Regions from separate parts of the Mus musculus genome. Here region 2 is linked to region 1. The links are chromatin contacts, called in public promoter capture Hi-C maps. All regions are on one chromosome and are shown on one strand. Each heading gives the region's core, a stretch centred on a gene start, on an enhancer-like site or on the middle of the called end of the contact. The rest is flanking DNA. Distances are from core to core; before and after follow the strand shown. Region 1 overlaps Mical3 (microtubule associated monooxygenase, calponin and LIM domain containing 3). Region 2 overlaps Tuba8 (tubulin, alpha 8).

The links. Promoter capture Hi-C pulls out the DNA fragments that hold promoters and counts their contacts.
Region 2: a contact with region 1 is called in a promoter capture Hi-C map of the HPC-7 cell line. The contact joins two enhancer-like sites. A contact is called at or near these places in 6 of 39 promoter capture datasets (the C10 cell line, the HPC-7 cell line, cranial neural crest and 2 more), 4 of 115 datasets of contacts at active chromatin or transcription factors (acute myeloid leukemia, fibro-adipogenic progenitors, heart atrium and 1 more) and 2 of 9 other capture datasets (adipose tissue and embryonic stem cells).

Annotation. Positions count from the first base shown.
Region 1 is chr6:120,977,016-120,979,715 of GRCm38.p6, reverse strand. The region is part of intron 20 of Mical3 (microtubule associated monooxygenase, calponin and LIM domain containing 3); the gene reads left to right. All of the region lies in intron 1 of Gm43915 (predicted gene, 43915), which reads right to left. Among named protein-coding and RNA genes, the nearest start is that of Gm43915, 20 kb to the right of the region's middle. Within about 2 kb of position 1,420, at least 121 of the 459 cell types and tissues checked have an H3K27ac peak or open chromatin away from gene starts, as enhancers often do. A contact at or near this core is called in the HPC-7 cell line and adipose tissue, where this site is marked.
Region 2 is chr6:121,224,869-121,227,568 of GRCm38.p6, reverse strand. Tuba8 (tubulin, alpha 8) reads right to left here. Exons shown (of 5, transcript NM_017379.2): 5 at 1,471-1,783. The coding sequence ends at 1,490. Among named protein-coding and RNA genes, the nearest start is that of Tuba8, 15 kb to the right of the region's middle. Within about 2 kb of position 1,293, at least 93 of the 459 cell types and tissues checked have an H3K27ac peak or open chromatin away from gene starts, as enhancers often do. A contact at or near this core is called in the HPC-7 cell line and adipose tissue, where this site is marked.

The sequences.
Region 1 (2,700 bases), core at 171-2,670:
ATAGTGCCTGCTGGTCTTAAGCCGTGTCACCGAACCTTGACAACCAAGACTCATCAGCCATCTAACTACTCCTTGTTGACTCCTGGGAAAGAAGTCTCCAGGTGGCACATTGTGTGTGTGTGTGTGTGTCTGTGTGTTTGTGCGTGTGCGTGTGTGTGTGTCTTCGCATGTGTGTTGGGGTGGGGGTGTGGGAGAGATAGATTGTCCAAAGGCAAGAGCCAGGGAGAACTGGACCCGTGTTTAGGAAGGTAACCTATGCACAGCCCAGCCACTGTGTTCGTTATTGCCTGCTCTCTGTTAGCTCGAAAGAATACTCAGAGGCTGGAACACTCAGAGGCTCAATGTTTAAGACCACTTGTTACTCTTGCAGAGGACCCAGGTTCGATTCCCAGCACCCACATGGTGGCTCACAGCCTTCTGTAACTCCAGTGCCAAGGGATCTGACATCCTCTTCTGATGTCTGAAGGCTCCAGGCATGCACGTGATGCACAGATAAACAAAACACTCATGCACATAAAAAAGAAAATTGATAGATCAGGGCTGGGGAGTGGCTCAGTGGTGAAGAGCATTCTCTGTTCTTGCAGAGGACCTGGGTTATACTTCCAGCACCGACATGGTGGCTCACAACCCTATGTAACTCCTATCCCAGGGGATCTGATATCCTCGCCTGGTTTCCTTGGTCATGTCAGACACACAGTTAAGTAAAACACTGGTAATGAAATAAATTAAAAAAAAAAACAAAAAAACAAAAAGGTAAATCTGAAAACAAAACAAACAAAGAAGCCGGTCAGTGAGCCCCTGGAGAACGTGTACCTTTTGCAATAGGACAGTTAAGGTTTCAGAGGACTCCCCAAAGTGGATGGCACCAAGAGAGGAAGGGCTGCTCTCCAAGCAGACCATGACTGGACAGGAATCCCTGTGTTCCCTTACCTCTGGCTTTAGCCCCTCTTCCAACAGAGGCAGCGAGGGGCACGGGTCCTGGATGACACACATGTGCCTTCTTTGCCCCCCCCCCCCGCCCCCTGCTTGGCAGCACATGTTGTCAGGGTCAGTGGGACCCAGGGGTGTGGCAGAGGAGACTGCAGCCCCTGAATGGGAGAAGCTTAACCTCAGAGTCAAAGCCATTCTCTGTTTCCTGTCCGCCTCCCCCACCCCAAACATGGGGGGAGGGAGCGGAGGATGTGGCTCGATTAGTCTAGCACTGAAGTTCAAGGTCATTCTTGCTACGTAGCGAATTTGAGGCCAGCCTGGACTATAGAAGGCTCAGGAGGAGGAGAGAGAAACAGAGCGGGGAGGGAAAGAAGTCAGGGCAGAGAGGACCCGTGGGAATTGACATAGAGCCCTTTTGAGGTCTGTCTTCTCAGAGCTGTGCGTCTGAACTAAATTCCTACACATGCTGCCCTGACAGCTGCTGGTTCTGAGTCGATGCTGAGGTCTGGAGGAAGCACTGAAGAGCTGGGCCCGGGGCTGGAAATCCTGTGCCTTAGACACGCTCAGCCGTAAGCTGGAGCTGTGCAGCTGAGTGGTCATGCGGCCAGGGGAGTGAGACCGAGGAAGTCCCCTGAAGTATGAAAGGGGCCTTCACAGGAAGTACCCATGGCTCTCGCGTGCTGGGCAGGCACTCCGAGCTGAATCATACTCCCAGTCCTCTTTTTATCTTTCTATTGTGAGATAGAGCCTCACTCAGTCGCCCAGGCTGGCCTTAAACACACTATGTGACTTAGGTGGGCCTTTAACCTCTTCCTCTCCTACCTAGGCCTCCTGGTCCCCATCCCTCCTAGAAGACTGTTTCCCTTTGCTAGGAAGAAGGAAGGTGGATGTTTTTGTTGGAACTTGCTTCTGTGTGGACCCTCCTCACTTACAAAATGTCCATGCTGTAGTTCAAGGCAGCCGTCCCACCCTTGTGCTGGTTCCTCCCCTCCAGCCTCAACAGACCAGGCAGGACCCCAGCAAGGCTCAGGCGCCTGCGTAAACCAGGAGATCTAACGTGAGCCTTGAGGCTGAATGTAGCTCAGTGGTTCCGTGCTTGGCAGGCGTGCGTGAGGTCCTGGATTTACACCGTGAATCTTGTGTGGTGTGAGAGCCCAGCAACCCTCCAGTTAGCCCCTAAGGTCCCATGGTAGAGGTAGCCTGAAGAAAGTTTCTACTAGCTCCTGTGGGTCTGTCTCTGTCCTTCCTGCAGTTAGGGAGGCTGCTGTGCAGAAACAAACAGAAAGGCCTCTTGCAATAGTGTACTTACATATAATAATAAATAAATCTTTAAAAAAAAAAAAAAAAAAGCAAATGCTTATGCTTACAGCCACTAGAGGGGGTGGGGTGGGGGGGGGTGGAGCTGACCTTTTGGCTCTCACAGCCTCTGAGCTGTCATAAAACGAGCTGGCGTGGCACTAACAGCCATGGACCTTCATTGTCTTCATCACAGAGGGACGTATTCATCACCCTGAATCATGTCCAGCACAGCCATCCTAATAACATAGCCTGGGCGAGGTCAGGCTGCACTCCAGCCCCTCTCTTGGGACGTCAGACACGGTCCCTCCCAGCCTGTCTAGACAATCCGAGGGCACACTGAGGTGGAGGGACAGAGAATTTAAGATGAGTGCAGAAGTCTCCATGGCCTCCCTTCAGATTTGAGCAGTGCTAAGCAGCTGACAGCGCATTTCATTAACAAGGGAGGCTAATGAGCACCCGGAAGCCAGTGAT
Region 2 (2,700 bases), core at 44-2,543, 250 kb before region 1:
ACCTTGCTGTCACTAGCAGTCACCTCTCCATCCTTGTGTCCATACAGAATGACCCAAAACTCCATCTTGAGATTGTTGAGGACATGGAAGAAGGTGTAGATAAAAGATTAGGTATCGTGGAAGCCTTCCTCAAGCCTTCAAGTGCTTATGCTGCACTTAAGAGATATCTAAGCATCCACGGTGTTTTTCCTCTGAGGCTAGATAAACTCCAGCGCCTACCTGACTTCCCACCCTCCTAGCAAATGCCTCTCCTGCAGTCGGAACATACACACGTGTCCCCTTCTGTTTTCATATTGCTGTTCCCCATGCGCAGTATCCTTGGATTCATGTGTCCTGGACTCCATCCTTCCACAGTGACACTCGAGATACTGTCATTACTTTCTGACATCTCTAAACACCATCTAAAGTGACCTTACTATTTTTTTTAAATGTATTTAGGAAGCAGAAAATTGTCATGTTTCTAACTCTCTGACCCTTGGAACAGATGCTAACAGTGCCTGGGTCAGAGAGTAGACTTCAGACACCATCCATTTCACTTTCTCTTTCTATGGTTTCCTTTTCCCATAGAAGAGTGAGTTATGACATCCACCGATGAGGAAACAGGAGGAAGCAGACACATCTGCTGCTCTGTCCCTCTGAGTACAGTGGTAGAAAATGAACCCAGTCACAGGTGCTAAGCACTTGCTCACCACAGAACTGTACACCCCAGGTCTTCGCATAACTTTTATTACAGAATTTTGTCTTAGTTCTTACAGTCTGTTGATGGTGATTGCTAATGTCTCACTGTGCTGGTGTCTAAATTATACTTCATAATGTGTGTAAGTATAGAAAAACACAGACAGACAGACAGACAGACATAGGTACAGGGACAGGACTCTTGGTGGTCGTCATCTAGTGAGGGTCTTGGAACACACCCGAGAGGGAAAGGGATAGAGATACTCAAACTCTTGATGAACGAATGTGATCGATCCAGACGAGGTCAGGGCTGTGCTGTGGATCCATCACACAAGCGTCTGTCCATCCCATCTCTCTGCAGCATCTTCCCAGACTGGGTTTTTGCTGGTGTGGTCCTATTCTTCCAACAGCAGGCTCTGTCTTAGGGCAACTCAGTCTAAACTAGAATTAAGTTTCTTAACCCCATGTTCGTGACCTGTTCACTTTCATCCTTCAGTAATGAAATATTCTATTCCAGAGGGAGTTCCCTGTATGTTCAGTGTCCTTGTGTCTGGTCACAATGCCTGGGTGCTGGAGTCAGGGGCCCGTCTATGTAGGACAGGAAGTAGGCTGGGACTGAGAGGCCTGCCTGTCACTTTCTCTTTCTGTGGTTTCCTTTTCCCCACAGAAGAGTGAGCCCAGCATCCTAAGAGGAGAAAACAGGAGAGACCATGTGCATCTGCAGCTGGGTGTCTGAACGCAGCACTAGGAACCCAGCATGCTGTGAGTGGAACCAACACAAAGAAAGAGGCATAGTCATGGGGCAAGTGTATATTTAAAATTCCTCCCCCTCATTCTCTTCTTCAAACGAATCAGTCCCCACTTCTTCATAATCCTTCTCCAGAGCAGCCAGGTCCTCCCTGGCCTCAGAAAACTCTCCTTCTTCCATACCCTCTCCAACATACCAATGTACAAAGGCCCGCTTGGCGTACATGAGGTCAAACTTATGGTCAAGGCGGGCCCAGGCCTCTGCGATTGCTGTGGTGTTGCTCAGCATGCACACGGCTCGCTGGACTTTGGCCAGGTCCCCTCCTGGCACGACAGTAGGTGGCTGGTAGTTGATGCCCACCTGGGGAACAGAGAAAGAAGACAGGCCACAGGATGACACACGAGTCCGCCAAAGACAACGTCAGGACATCTGTTGGTAAGAAGCTATGGTGGCAAGACCAGGGCATGGGCATGGAGTGGGGGCTGCAGGACGAAGCAGGTGAATGAACAAGGGTGGGCAGATGTAAGGGATGTATGCTCGGGCAGGGGGAGAGGGGAATAAAGGTGAAAAGGAAGGGCCATGGCGGTGTGAGCCTGTCATGTCAGTGCCATGGATCTGAGACGGGAGCATCATGAGGGCTTAGAAACTAAAGGCTGAAGAGAAATAAAGGATAGGCTAGGAGAAAGAGGAAATGATAGTGGAAATTATCAAGTTGGCAGACATAGCAAATGAAGCTGTGCCATGAAAAGGGGCTTCTTGTGTGTTTCTCTCAGGGGCAGGGAGCAGGAAATACCTTCCCTGTGAGAGGCAGATCAGTTTCTAGAACTTGCATTATTATCACCAAGCTCATGGCTTTCTAGATGCTTATCTGATGCCCCTCTTGGTCTTTTTTGCAATAATTTTAGGGAAGTCTCTCTGCCGGGGTGAAGGGCTGCGTGAGAGGTCACAGGGAGAATCCAGAGCAGTAAATTACAGAGGTCCTTGGGGATGGTGTTATTGCTTGTCAGGCTCGGTCTCTTGTAAACAATGTTCTTAGAAAAAAAGCAGAAATACCGGCCACAGAAGTCAAAGGTCACACAGTCACACGCAAGCAAGTCAACCTCCCGAGATCTGCTAGCACACTGGGGGATGGGGAGGGAGATCTGCTAGCACACTGGGGGATGGGGAGGGAGATCTGCTAGCACACTGGGGGATGGGGAGGGAGATCTGCTAGCACACTGGGGGATGGGGAGGGAGATCTGCTAGCACACTGGGGGATGGGGAGGGAGATCTGCTAG